3 separate regions of the Hordeum vulgare genome follow, and regions 1 and 3 are each linked to region 2. A link is a contact called in public Hi-C data. All regions are on one chromosome and are shown on one strand. The core of a region is the stretch at or near the end of the contact, and the rest is flanking DNA. Distances in the headings are between cores, read along the strand shown. Region 1 holds the start of LOC123409789 (probable auxin efflux carrier component 1c). Region 2 has its middle 160 kb from the start of LOC123408438. Region 3 has its middle 23 kb from the start of LOC123408438.

The links. A called contact is a pair of places that touch in the nucleus more often than the background predicts.
Region 1: a contact with region 2 is called in a Hi-C map of leaf, with 4 times the contacts expected there. The contact joins the promoter of LOC123409789 here to the enhancer-like site in region 2. A contact is called at or near these places in 1 of 6 Hi-C or Micro-C datasets (leaf) and 1 of 1 datasets of contacts at active chromatin or transcription factors (embryo).
Region 3: a Hi-C map of an unstated tissue shows a contact between it and region 2, with 4 times the contacts expected there. The contact joins two enhancer-like sites. A contact is called at or near these places in 3 of 6 Hi-C or Micro-C datasets (leaf, seedling and an unstated tissue).

Annotation. Positions count from the first base shown.
Region 1 is chr7H:95,627,918-95,632,004 of MorexV3_pseudomolecules_assembly, forward strand. It overlaps LOC123409789 (probable auxin efflux carrier component 1c), which reads left to right and starts at 2,255. Exons shown (of 6, transcript XM_045102660.1): 1 at 2,255-3,604; 2 at 3,700-3,937; 3 at 4,026-4,087. The coding sequence starts at 2,461.
Region 2 is chr7H:95,787,248-95,790,886 of MorexV3_pseudomolecules_assembly, forward strand. No RefSeq gene overlaps it. Among protein-coding and RNA genes, the nearest start is that of LOC123408438, 160 kb to the right of the region's middle. Within about 2 kb of position 1,549, at least 3 of the 3 cell types and tissues checked have open chromatin away from gene starts, as enhancers often do. A contact at or near this core is called in leaf, where this site is marked.
Region 3 is chr7H:95,921,059-95,924,863 of MorexV3_pseudomolecules_assembly, forward strand. No RefSeq gene overlaps it. Among protein-coding and RNA genes, the nearest start is that of LOC123408438, 23 kb to the right of the region's middle. Within about 2 kb of position 2,488, at least 1 of the 3 cell types and tissues checked has open chromatin away from gene starts, as enhancers often do.

The DNA.
Region 1 (4,087 bases), core at 1,005-3,504, 160 kb before region 2:
TGGTTGTAACTACAAGAAAAATATTTCTTACCTTGTGTTCAGCCGTAAGCCAAGCGCGGTTTATTGGGCAATCGGTTTATAGACGTGTACGCCGAGGGCAAACAACAAATCCATGGGAAAAGATTCATTCTCGATATATTAGCCTTTATAATTTATATGAATTTGGATTGCAACATAATATATGTCCCCTATTTTCGTCAGGAAGTAGTAAAATTATGGCTTCTCTGATGATAAGATCTTTTAACGATATAAGTATTTCTCTTATGCATGTTATCTAGAGATGTACCGGTACACTCCATTTATGGTTGTCTCTACAACGTGTGAAGAATCAAGATATGTTTACGAAGGTGTGTACACATGACAGATGATCTTTGAATTGACCATCCCACGTCTTAAGCATTATACTGATTCCATTTGATTAAATGTATTTCACCTTTTCTGATTTGTTTGGATTTAAACTTGAATATGGTTGTGTGTATCTTAGTTATGCAGAGGTCGCGTATAATGCTTAAATATTTTAAGTAACAAAATGCCCTTTATCAAAAAATATAAAATTATATAGCTGAATATTTTTCTTCGCAACATTCCCTTTTTACCGCGTCCTTGATTTTTGCGTGAAACCCAATTAAAACATACCTTTTCATCAACATAGAGATTAGATCAACTTGACTGTATTTTTTAGTGTATAATTAGAAAGTCATCTTAGAAATAGGAACAAGATAATGTGCAGACTATGAAAAATATGCATGCACAAATTGTACACGGGGAGAGAAGATTAACCAACGATGGCATTGCTTTCCTTTCCTACCAAGAGATGTTATTTGATGACATATAGAAAAAAGTTGTGATTTGGGATGACTTTTGCACATAGGTGAACTTCCCGCAAAAAAATAGTGTTGAACTTTGGAAGCTTTCAATACAAATTTGGTCTTTGTTTTCTTACATTAAACAAATTTATGCTTAAATGAATTATTACCATTCTTTATCTCACTTCCGCATAGAACCCACACATTCGTAATTAAAATCTTTTCTTATTAAAAATGTAGATTTTCCATAATGAAAATTTTAACAAGATTTTCATATTTTTGACTCGCTATTTCCCCTTCACTCATTCTTATATCCAGGAAGCAATAACGACTTATTACAATTTATTATTTCCATTTCACAACATTCTCCTTTTGCCACCCCTCTAATCCTTGTCCGAAATCATATACAACATACCTTTTATTATAACATAAGGAGTAGAACATAGATTACACACAACGATATCTACACGGGGAGAGAAAGATAAACCAACTATAACAAAGACTACAAGTTAAACTTCAGTAGCAATACTTCTTCCAGGCTAGATCTACACCAAAAAACAATGCTCTCTATGAATACCCTAGCTACCACAAAGCCCACATCATCGCCGACTGATTCTTTGGGTCTCCATCCTACGGCGGTTGATTTTGACATCAGGGGGGCGGCGAAGACGATGGATCTTTGTGCTTGTGGGGCCTCTTGGTATAGTTTGTTAATTCATTGATATGTTTTGGTGTCCTCATGTCATTCACTTGGTCGACGACAACACATTTCAATAAGTATATCCACCCCCTGTCCAAGTCGTGGTGGTGATGGTTCTGGCATCGGAGTGAAGCACATGAGTTTTTTCTCTCCCCAAAATCCACCCGCACCATTGCGAGGGAGAGTCGTCGACCGTGATGTTTCTGCCTCAGTTCGCGGTGGCATCACCGGTCTCTTCAATAAGATCCCATGATGGCGTTGTTGCCATCGATGTGTGCCAGAGTCTCATAGCCCCCCCCCCCCCCGTCTCTCACGCGACGCTTCATGCTTCAGATCATCTTCGTTCACCCCTCATGTCACCGTCGGAGAACTTCCCGGCCATAGCTACAACTCCCTTACATTGGTGACACGGAGCGGGGGTGGCTCACGGCGCGCCATCACTTTGTGCAGGTGAGAGACATCGACTAACCCCTCCTTCGATCTCTGTGTACATTTTGTTTCGTCAATGATGTTCTTGTAAGGCTCACAAACTGCATCCCCATTTTCCTGAAATTGTACTGTATTACCCACAATTTTAGTAGTGCAATTTGCAGGAGTACAAAAATTGAAGTTGCTTTTTGGTATTTCCTCAATCCCCATTTCTGCCCCCCCTTTCTCTCTCCTTCCCGGTGTGGGGCTGCGTGGCCGTTCACTGTTGAACGCCCACATGATGTGTATAAATAATCCCCCGCACGTATGCCCACTCCCCCTCCCCTCATTGGCTCCCCCGCCCCCGCCTGCCTCCCCCATATCGCCACCGCGCCCGCGCCATAAATCAAGCGAGCGCAGCTCCACTTGAACGCCGCACCTCACCGCACCGCACGCCTCCCCTGCCACGCCGCCGTGTCAGCGTAGGAAGGAAGAGCGAGCGTTTGTTGTCGCAGCGGCGGCGGCGGCGGCGGCCGGCACGGCAAGATGATCACGGGCACGGACTTCTACCACGTCATGACGGCGATGGTGCCGCTGTACGTGGCGATGATGCTCGCGTACGGGTCCGTCAAGTGGTGGCGGATCTTCACGCCGGACCAGTGCTCCGGGATCAACCGCTTCGTGGCGCTCTTCGCCGTGCCGCTGCTGTCCTTCCACTTCATCTCCAGCAACAACCCCTACACCATGAACCTCCGCTTCATCGCCGCCGACACCCTGCAGAAGCTCATCGTGCTCGCGCTGCTCACCCTCTGGAGCCACCTCTCCCGCAACGGCTCCCTCGAGTGGACCATCACCCTCTTCTCCCTCTCCACGCTGCCCAACACCCTCGTCATGGGCATCCCGCTCCTCAAGGGCATGTACGGCGACGAGTCCGGCAGCCTCATGGTGCAGATCGTGGTGCTGCAGTGCATCATCTGGTACACGCTCATGCTCTTCATGTTCGAGTACCGCGGCGCCAGGATCCTCATCACCGAGCAGTTCCCCGACACCGCCGGCGCCATCGCCTCCATCGCCGTCGACCCCGACGTCATGTCGCTCGACGGCAGGAGGGACATGATCGAGACGGAGGCGGAGGTCAAGGAGGACGGCAAGATTCACGTCACCGTCCGCCGCTCCAACGCCTCACGCTCCGACATCTACTCGCGCCGGTCCATGGGGTTCTCCAGCACCACGCCGCGACCCAGCAACCTCACCAACGCCGAGATCTACTCGCTGCAGTCGTCGCGGAACCCCACGCCCCGGGGCTCCAGCTTCAACCACACCGACTTCTACTCCATGGTGGGACGCAGCTCCAACTTCGCCGCCGGGGACGCGTTCGGCCCGGTGGTGCGCACCGGGGCCACGCCGCGCCCGTCCAACTACGAGGAGGACAAGGCCGGCAACAACAACAACAGCAGCAACAACAAATACGGGCAGTACCCGGCGCCCAACCCCGCGATGGCGGCGCCGCAGAAGCCGGCCAAGAAGGCGGCCAACGGGCAGGCCAAGGGCGAGGACGGCAAGGACCTGCACATGTTCGTGTGGAGCTCCAGCGCGTCGCCCGTGTCCGACGTGTTCGGCAACGGCACCGAGGCGTACAACGAGGCCGCCGCCAAGGACGTCCGCGTCGCCGCCGCCTCGCCGCGCAAAGGTTTCCATTTCCTAGCCACTGATTACCGGCAAGTTAATTAGTACGGCCGCTAATTAATCTGCTCTCTTATTGGTAACTGAATGAATCAATCACAGCGGACGGCGTGGAGCGTGACGAGTTCAGCTTCGGGAACAAGGAGAGGGACGCGGAGGCCGGCGACGAGAAGGCCGCGGCGGAGCAGGGCACCGCGGGCCTGGTGCCGGCGCCGACGGCGATGCCGCCGACGAGCGTGATGACGCGGCTCATCCTCATCATGGTGTGGCGCAAGCTCATCCGCAACCCCAACACCTACTCTAGCCTCATCGGCCTCATCTGGTCCCTCGTCTGCTTCCGGTAATGGTCACTCCTCCCCCAGCGTCCGCCGGCGAGGTTACGTCAGTTACTGCCGAGCAGTTAACTCACTCGTTACGCGTGAATGCAGGTGGAACTTCGTGATGCCGGCGATCATCATGAAGTCCATCGCCATCCTGTCCGACGCCGGCC
Region 2 (3,639 bases), core at 299-2,798:
AATCCATATCAGCAGAGAAACAAGAGATCCAGAACACGGACCTGAGGTCGGGGTCGTCGTCGGCCATGGAGTGCGACGATGCTGCGCGGTTCTTCACTCCCTCCCTACCCGTCGGCGCCACCGATCCTTTGCCTCGCTGTCGCGCCGACCGTCGCATCCGCGGTTGCTGGATCTAGTCGAAGGAGGAGGACAACGAAATGGAGGGCCGAGCGCGAGAGCTAAGCTGCAATCGTCCCCAAATGGTCCAATACAACATGGTTGGACCGTGAGGTGCTACGCACGTAATTGCTGCAATCAGCCTTGATAGCCTGGTTGGGCCGCTAGGGGTTGCACGTGTCCAAGAGATTCAACGACAGCCAGATGATTTTAGCGGATCTGGCGGACGTTGAGAAGGTTTACGACCCGACTGGTTGATCTAAGACATTTCCATTACACATTGTTTGGGCGGTGAATTGGATGATTATATCCCCAACCCATGACAGATTGGTCCTTGGATTTGACACTCTATATGCGTCATTTGAGAAGATTATTCTGTATGTGGAGGCGATGTCTTGCATGATAGCGAAACATCAGCGATGGCCCATTCATTTTTTAAAATTCCGTTACAACCATCTTTCGTAAGTGATGTGTGTGTGCATTTGATGTTGTGCATGTGCGCACATGCTTATATTGTCCTCGGTGTTTTAAAAAAACATTAGTGAGTGGTCGTCAATTTCAATCAAACAAAAAGAATCAACTACTTCACTTTTTAATGTATTTCTTAAATCATATTAAACAGTAAGATGCCTTCACTCACATTAATTAAGTCATTACCAATTATGCAAACCTTGGTCGAAATTAGGTTAACAATCAAATCATTGCGCTGCATACCATAAGTTTTCTTTGGACATTCCATAGGCTCCTTCCATTTCTGCAACAAACTAAAAATGAAATAACCTCCTTTCACTAAGCACAAACCGTCCACACAAGCCTTTAAGTTCTTTTGGCCGGGTTTTTCATAATCTTGAAAACCGACCCTTCATCGAGCTTTCCTTAGAATGTTGAATTTATATATTCTTTTTATAATCCTAACTAGTTAGGATGTGATCAGCTAGAATTGTAAAAAATATAAGGATACAAGATTTTAAAAGAAGCTGGGTATAGGATTGATTCTCAAAAATATGAGAAAACCGGTCAAAAGAGAACCGACCCTAAGAATGTAGGCAACTCTAGTTGAATACCAATAAGTCTTCGCAACCAGTCACGGACTGAGATCCAGTAACTTTATCAAGTGAAGTCACGCTACGACTTTAGCCATCTAATCACCCTGTAAAACACATTCAACGGTCTACAGTCATACAACCCCTGCTAGTAAATTTTGTGATCCAGGCATCAGCACCTCCGTGCAGATGCACAGCCGGAGTATATTCATCACCTCGAAATAAAAAGTCTATTCATCACGTGTGTGTGCGCGCGCGCATACGAGCTCTTTTCGGCCGAAATTCGTACTATCGGACGGCGTTCTGGGCCCCGCATTCGGTCCCGGGCCACTACGCTGTAATGTGGGATTTGATGTGGACCTGTCGGGCATATCCGGCGACAAGCCGGGCCTCCACTGCGTCTCCAGCACAGCCTCTCTACCGTCCTGTTTCATTTCCGGCAGGATTCTCCCTCCTAATTTCGCTCCTGAACGACTTCTATATTTATCCTAATCCTGGATTGTTTAACGCCAGAAAGGCGATGTGTTTCTAAGAGTTGGTATACCATCATACGGACATGAGTCAAGCAACCCTCAAGGTTAATATATACGGGGTACGTCTCTGCCGGATTCAAATGCATATTTTTTGATGCATCATAGCCGTTGCATTTGATAGAGTATTTGTCAGCAAACTCATGGAGCCTGCCGGCACGAGGAGACACGTATAATGCCTGAATACCGCACCAACTGACCAGCCTAATCATTCTCACGAACACTCCGTCCAAAGGTGAAGAGGGGAAAGCATGCGGACGCAATGATCTATCACGAGAAGGGAAAGGGTTCGGCACTCGCGGCAAAGTCGTCAGTGGCGAAAGCGCCCGCGGTCAGCAGAAACGCCGTTTTTTTCTTCGGTTCGGCACGGGGCGACGCGACGTGCGAGATATCTGACTTCCCCTTTCGCTCGATCGCTAGCCGGAAATGCGACACTGGCATTTTAAATCAGTCAGAGGTGTGAACAGTAGCAGATCGAGTTGGCAAACCGTGTAAACGTGAAGTTGCTTCCTCGCACAAGAATTATGATGGGTGGCCTGACAGCCAGCCCAGCCCGGTGAGGAGTAAACAAACCGGGCTGGCTGCTTTGGACTTTGCAGGCAGCGCGCGGCATGCAAGGGAGGGAGGGAGGGATGATGGTGCACCCGCGCGGAGGGACACGCCGAGATGGGCGCTCGCCCACGCACGCCCATCCATCATGGCGGCCACGGGGAGCCCAAACCAACACCCAGCGGCCAGCGCTCGCTCTTCCTTCCTTCAACCCCGCGCGGTCCCCGTTTCCCGGCTGGCGATGGCGCGACGTACAGGTACGTTGGGGGGTGCACGGCCTCAAGTCTTTCAGTTGGCACCGGCTTTTGCCCCCTCGCAATTTGCATTTGGTGGAGGCTGCTCTGCTCCTGCTCCTGCTGCTGCACCGCCGGGGTGTCCCTGGCCGGCAGGAGGGAGGCGTGCGGTCGCGCGGCCCCGGACGGTTCCAAAGCCGGCGTACAGGCCTGGCCGGGGCCCGAGCTGGCGCGCGTGTCCCGTGTAGCGTCACCGCAAGTTTTAATTGTACCAAAGTACGACAACTTCTACAGTACGATGCAGATTGATACCAAGTTTTCGGTACAGAGACTGGGGTGCACGGCTGCAGAACGATCTGAACTATGTGTAAACGTGTATTGACGGTGAAACTGACCGGTGGAGGGATCGGTCTGTCAGAGTCCACATGGCATGTTCATTTGCGAAAAATCCCCTTGTTTTATACTTAATCGCGTATATGTCCCTTACGTAAGAAAAAATGAATAAAATAACAAGGTTGCGGTAGGTTTCGAGCACCAAACCAACGAAACAATAATGCTAGACATACAAAAACTTACAAAGGTTTACTTAACCTTTCAAACTAACTCTTCTCTCCCCCCTGATTTTCAGTGAGGGTGGGGTCCCTCATCCCTCAATTACCAACCACAATCTTACACATCAGTTTGTACGTAAAATCTTTACGTAAGCCTTTGTAGGTGTAGCATTACGAAATTATGCGGGAGAGGGATAATCACCATAGTGGTGGTGTCAAAATTATGTTCTTTATGTATGAAATAAATAAATTACTCCCTTCGTTCCTAAATATAAGTCTTTTAAGAGATTTCATTAAAAGTTTACATACGAAACAAAATGAGTGAATACATACTCTAAAATATGTTTATGTACATCTGTATATAGTCTATTAATAAAACCTCTAAAAAAACTTATATTTAGAAACGAAGGGAGTAAAACACTAACACGGCCGCGCGAGACCCGCGGATTGCGGGCCAAGTCAAACCAATACACAACTGCAACTCTTGTGTCACCTTGTGGGTCTTGAATTCGAATCCTATCGATGTCGTGTTTTACTAATTTATTTTGCACATATAAGGGACATAAAAATGATAAAG
Region 3 (3,805 bases), core at 1,238-3,737, 130 kb after region 2:
CCCTAAATAAGAGCCTGTTTGGGACTGCTCTGCTCCTCAAGATTCAGCTCTGCTCCAGAAAAGACAGGCCAAACGGGATAGCTTCACGATATGCTGCTCTACAAAAAACTAGAATCTGGGGTAGAACTTCAAAGTTTTTATGAAGCTCGTGAGAGGGTGCTTCAAAAAACTCTAGAAGCTGGAGTTGGGGGGAAATTACCAGCCACTGCCACCAGTAAGTGGATACCCCTTCATTTATTTCCCTTCAACCAATCAAATAGATTCTTTCCACCAAATTTTCTGTTATTGAAGTTGGAGCTAGAAGGAATCCAAACATTCTCTTGATGGTGATATAGCTTCTGTATGAAACTGCTTCAAAATAAATTTGATGAAGTGAAAGTGATTTTTAATGAATTGAAGCAGTCCCAGACAAGCCCTAAGTGTCTCAACTTTGTACTAGCTCTAGTACAAAGTTGTACTAGGCTTGAGACAGTTATTTTGGGACGGAGGGAGTATTTCCTTCAAGTATAACACTGTTTCCCCCAATATCTTTTAGGCTAAAGCTGACAATGGCTCCTCCTTTTGGAAGAGTGTAACTTGGGCATTAAATGCCTCGAGGAATTTTTATAAATGGGATGTTGGTAATGGGGAGATCATCAAATTTTGGTATGATATATGGTGTGGGGATTCTTCCCTCAAAGTTCAATTTTGGGATTTGTTTTCCATTTGTAACCGGTCTGAATGCACCATCTCACAAGTATGGGATGGTGTTAATCTCAAACTTTCTTTTAGGAGATGTGTTGACTATAATGGGTTAATTAGATGGAACCAGTTGCTTGAGATTGTTCAAGCTGTCCACTTAACAGAGGCCCCAGATACCCCCAATCTGGATGTTAGAAAAGAACGGGGTATACTCGGTTAAATCATTTTATCATACTATCAATTTTGGGGGAGTGGTTTCTACCATTGGGGAAAAACTGTGGAAAAATCTTTGCCCTCAAAAGATTCATGTGTTTCTCTGGCTGTGTGTGTATAACAAGGTCCTGACCAGGGACAATTTAGCGAAGCATAGGACTGTTAGTGATCCTACTTGTCTGTTCTGTAAAGAAATTGAATCGGTGCAACATCTATTCTTTGATTGTGTGGTGGCTAGATGTGTTTGGAAACTTTTTTCTATTTCTTTTCCAGATTATGATATTTCCTGTTTTAAAGACGTTTGTGCCTTATGGCAACTACATAAGAAACTGCATGTGCAAAATATGATTGCTGCGGCTTCCTTGTGGAGCATGTGGAGACTGAGAAATGACTTTTGTTTTCAGGGATGTTCTTCGAGAAGTCTTGCCCGCGTCCTTGTGAAACTTCGAGCTTTTGTTTTTAGGGATGTTCTTGGAGAAGTCTAGCCCGCGTCCTTGTGAAACTTTGAGCTTTTCTTCGACAATGGGTTGTGCTCTGCAACGCCACACAGGAGGAGCTCCTTCGTCAGTTCGTCGCTAAGATGGACAAGTTCAAGGGAGAATTGTTGAGCATCGCTTGGTCATAGGCCTAGTCCTGGAACTATGATATATTTGCGTCTGTAATATACTGTGCTGGCTGCTGTAGCTGAATATTTTCCTGCTTTCAATGGTTAGTTGTCTGGTAGTTTGCGAGGTTGAGATGTTTTGGCTGAATGCTTGGGCTGTAAAAACTATCTGGTTCGATGCTTCAATAAAATGGAGCAGGGGAACCCCTTTTATTTAATATATATATATATATATGTGTGTGTGTGTGTGTGTGTGTGTGTGTGTGTGTGTGTGTGTGTGTGTGTGTGTGTGTGTGGGTGTGGTATCGTAAAATAGGTTAGAAATGGAAAACACAAAATGAAAAAAAAAACATAAACCCAAAAAGCCTAAATCCCTAAACCCCTAAAGTCCTAGTCCCGGTTGGTGACACCAACCAAGACTAAAGGTCCCCACCCTCCGACGCTCGTTATTTGCCACGTGGTGGAACTTTTGGTCCCGGTTCGTGTTCAATCAGGACTAAAAAAGGGGAGGCTTTAGTCTTTAATTATTAGTCCCCGCTGATGAACCGGGACTAAAGGTCCTTCCCAATCAGGACTATAACCCTGTTTTATTACTAGTGTAAGTCACTGTTCACACTATTTTGATCAAAATTTTGACTTTTTTTAGAAGAAGTCAAAGTATAAAAAATTATGATTTTCTTCTTACAAGTATAATGAAAGATCAAGTTTATTGTATATACACCCAGGTTTCAAAGTTCCCCTCCAGGGTAACTATAACTAAGAGGCCACAGATAATAGAAAACTCTATGTATATCTCCATCCCTGACGCACAAGCATTTGCTCTAGCCTCTAGGCACCGTGCATTGAGACGGGCCTGATGGTGACTCGCACACGATCTCAACAGATAGAATTAACATATCACATGCATGCAACTGGATACACATCGTCCATGATCGCTCACTGATAGCGTCCCGGGGCAATGCGCGCACGCTTCCATGTCGAGCAACTGCCAGTTTTCTCTTGTCAACTTCCACCCTGCCAGCACCATCACACTGTAGCTACAGTGAGGACACAGGCAGTCTGTCTGCGCATGGCGGCCGGGACGGAGCTTCCAGTGTTGGGAATAAGTCGTGACGGAGCGCGGTGCGACCGGCGTTGATGCGTCAGGTCGGGTCCGTAACGGTGCGACCGACGTCGGTGCGTTGGGTCGGATCTGCGGGCTAGGTCACGGTCATGTGGGTATGTGTAGGTATAGACCGGACGCCAGTGCGCGGCTACGTCCGTGATCGAGTGTAAGTCGCAGTCAGTTGGCGCCGTAGTTAGTTATGTGCGTAGTTATTTTTGGTCGAGTCATGTGGAGCTCCGTGCTGGTTTGCATGCATGGACAGTGATAGTAGAACACTTCTACGGGTCGTGCGTCGTGCGGTTAGTGGCCGATGGGGCAGTGTGCGCTGTAAAAATGCTAGACTTATTAAAGCCTATATAACAAGTTTACTAAACCTTCCAACTAATTTAAACATGCCTTCCTGATTTTTAAGGATGGGTGGGCTTCATCCTTCTCTTAATCCAATCAGTTATTGTCAAGTCAGACTATTACGTAAACGTACGTAAACATTTACGTAGATGTAGCATTGCTCGTGTGCGCTGCGTTTTCAAGAGCTACAAAAGCGACTGTACTCTGAGTTTGTACCTGGGTGAATCAGTATGAGCTGAGATCAAAGGCTGTACGCGCAGCCGGAAACTACCGCGTGTTCAGCTCGTTCCTCTTCTTCCTTCGTCCAGTTGAGAGAGAGAGCAGTCCCAACACAGAGAGAGAGAGCAGTCCCAACATCCAGGCATGGACACGCGCTGCTGGCATCTGACACCGGCCCGTCTTGCCTAGAAACCTGCTCGGCACAAAGAAACGAAGCACGAGCTAGGCTAGTCCCTGTCCGGCTAGCCGGTCGCGCCACCCGAGTCGCTGTCTCCTCTACATATAGCTAGGCGGGTTGTAGCGACCAGCGGCCATGCATGCACAGATGAACGCACCGCACTGCGGCATCTCGATCGGAGAAGCTTCTGCTGGTTGGTCTGGTTGGTTCCACGTACCCGCTGGCCCGCCGTCGGCGCAGCGCGGAAAGCCACGGGATCGATCATCGGCCGCCATGTTGCGCGGCAGTGGCCTGACGCGATGCGCCGTCACGACGCGCTCGGCGTCTCGCGCCGGTGATATCCGTGACGCCGACGGGGTCTTGGTTGATGCGACCTCGTCCCGGCCATGATCGCGCCCTGGTGGTCGTACGGGGTGGGCGCGGCGTCCATTGCGCGCGGCCGGATCGAGGGAGCCGG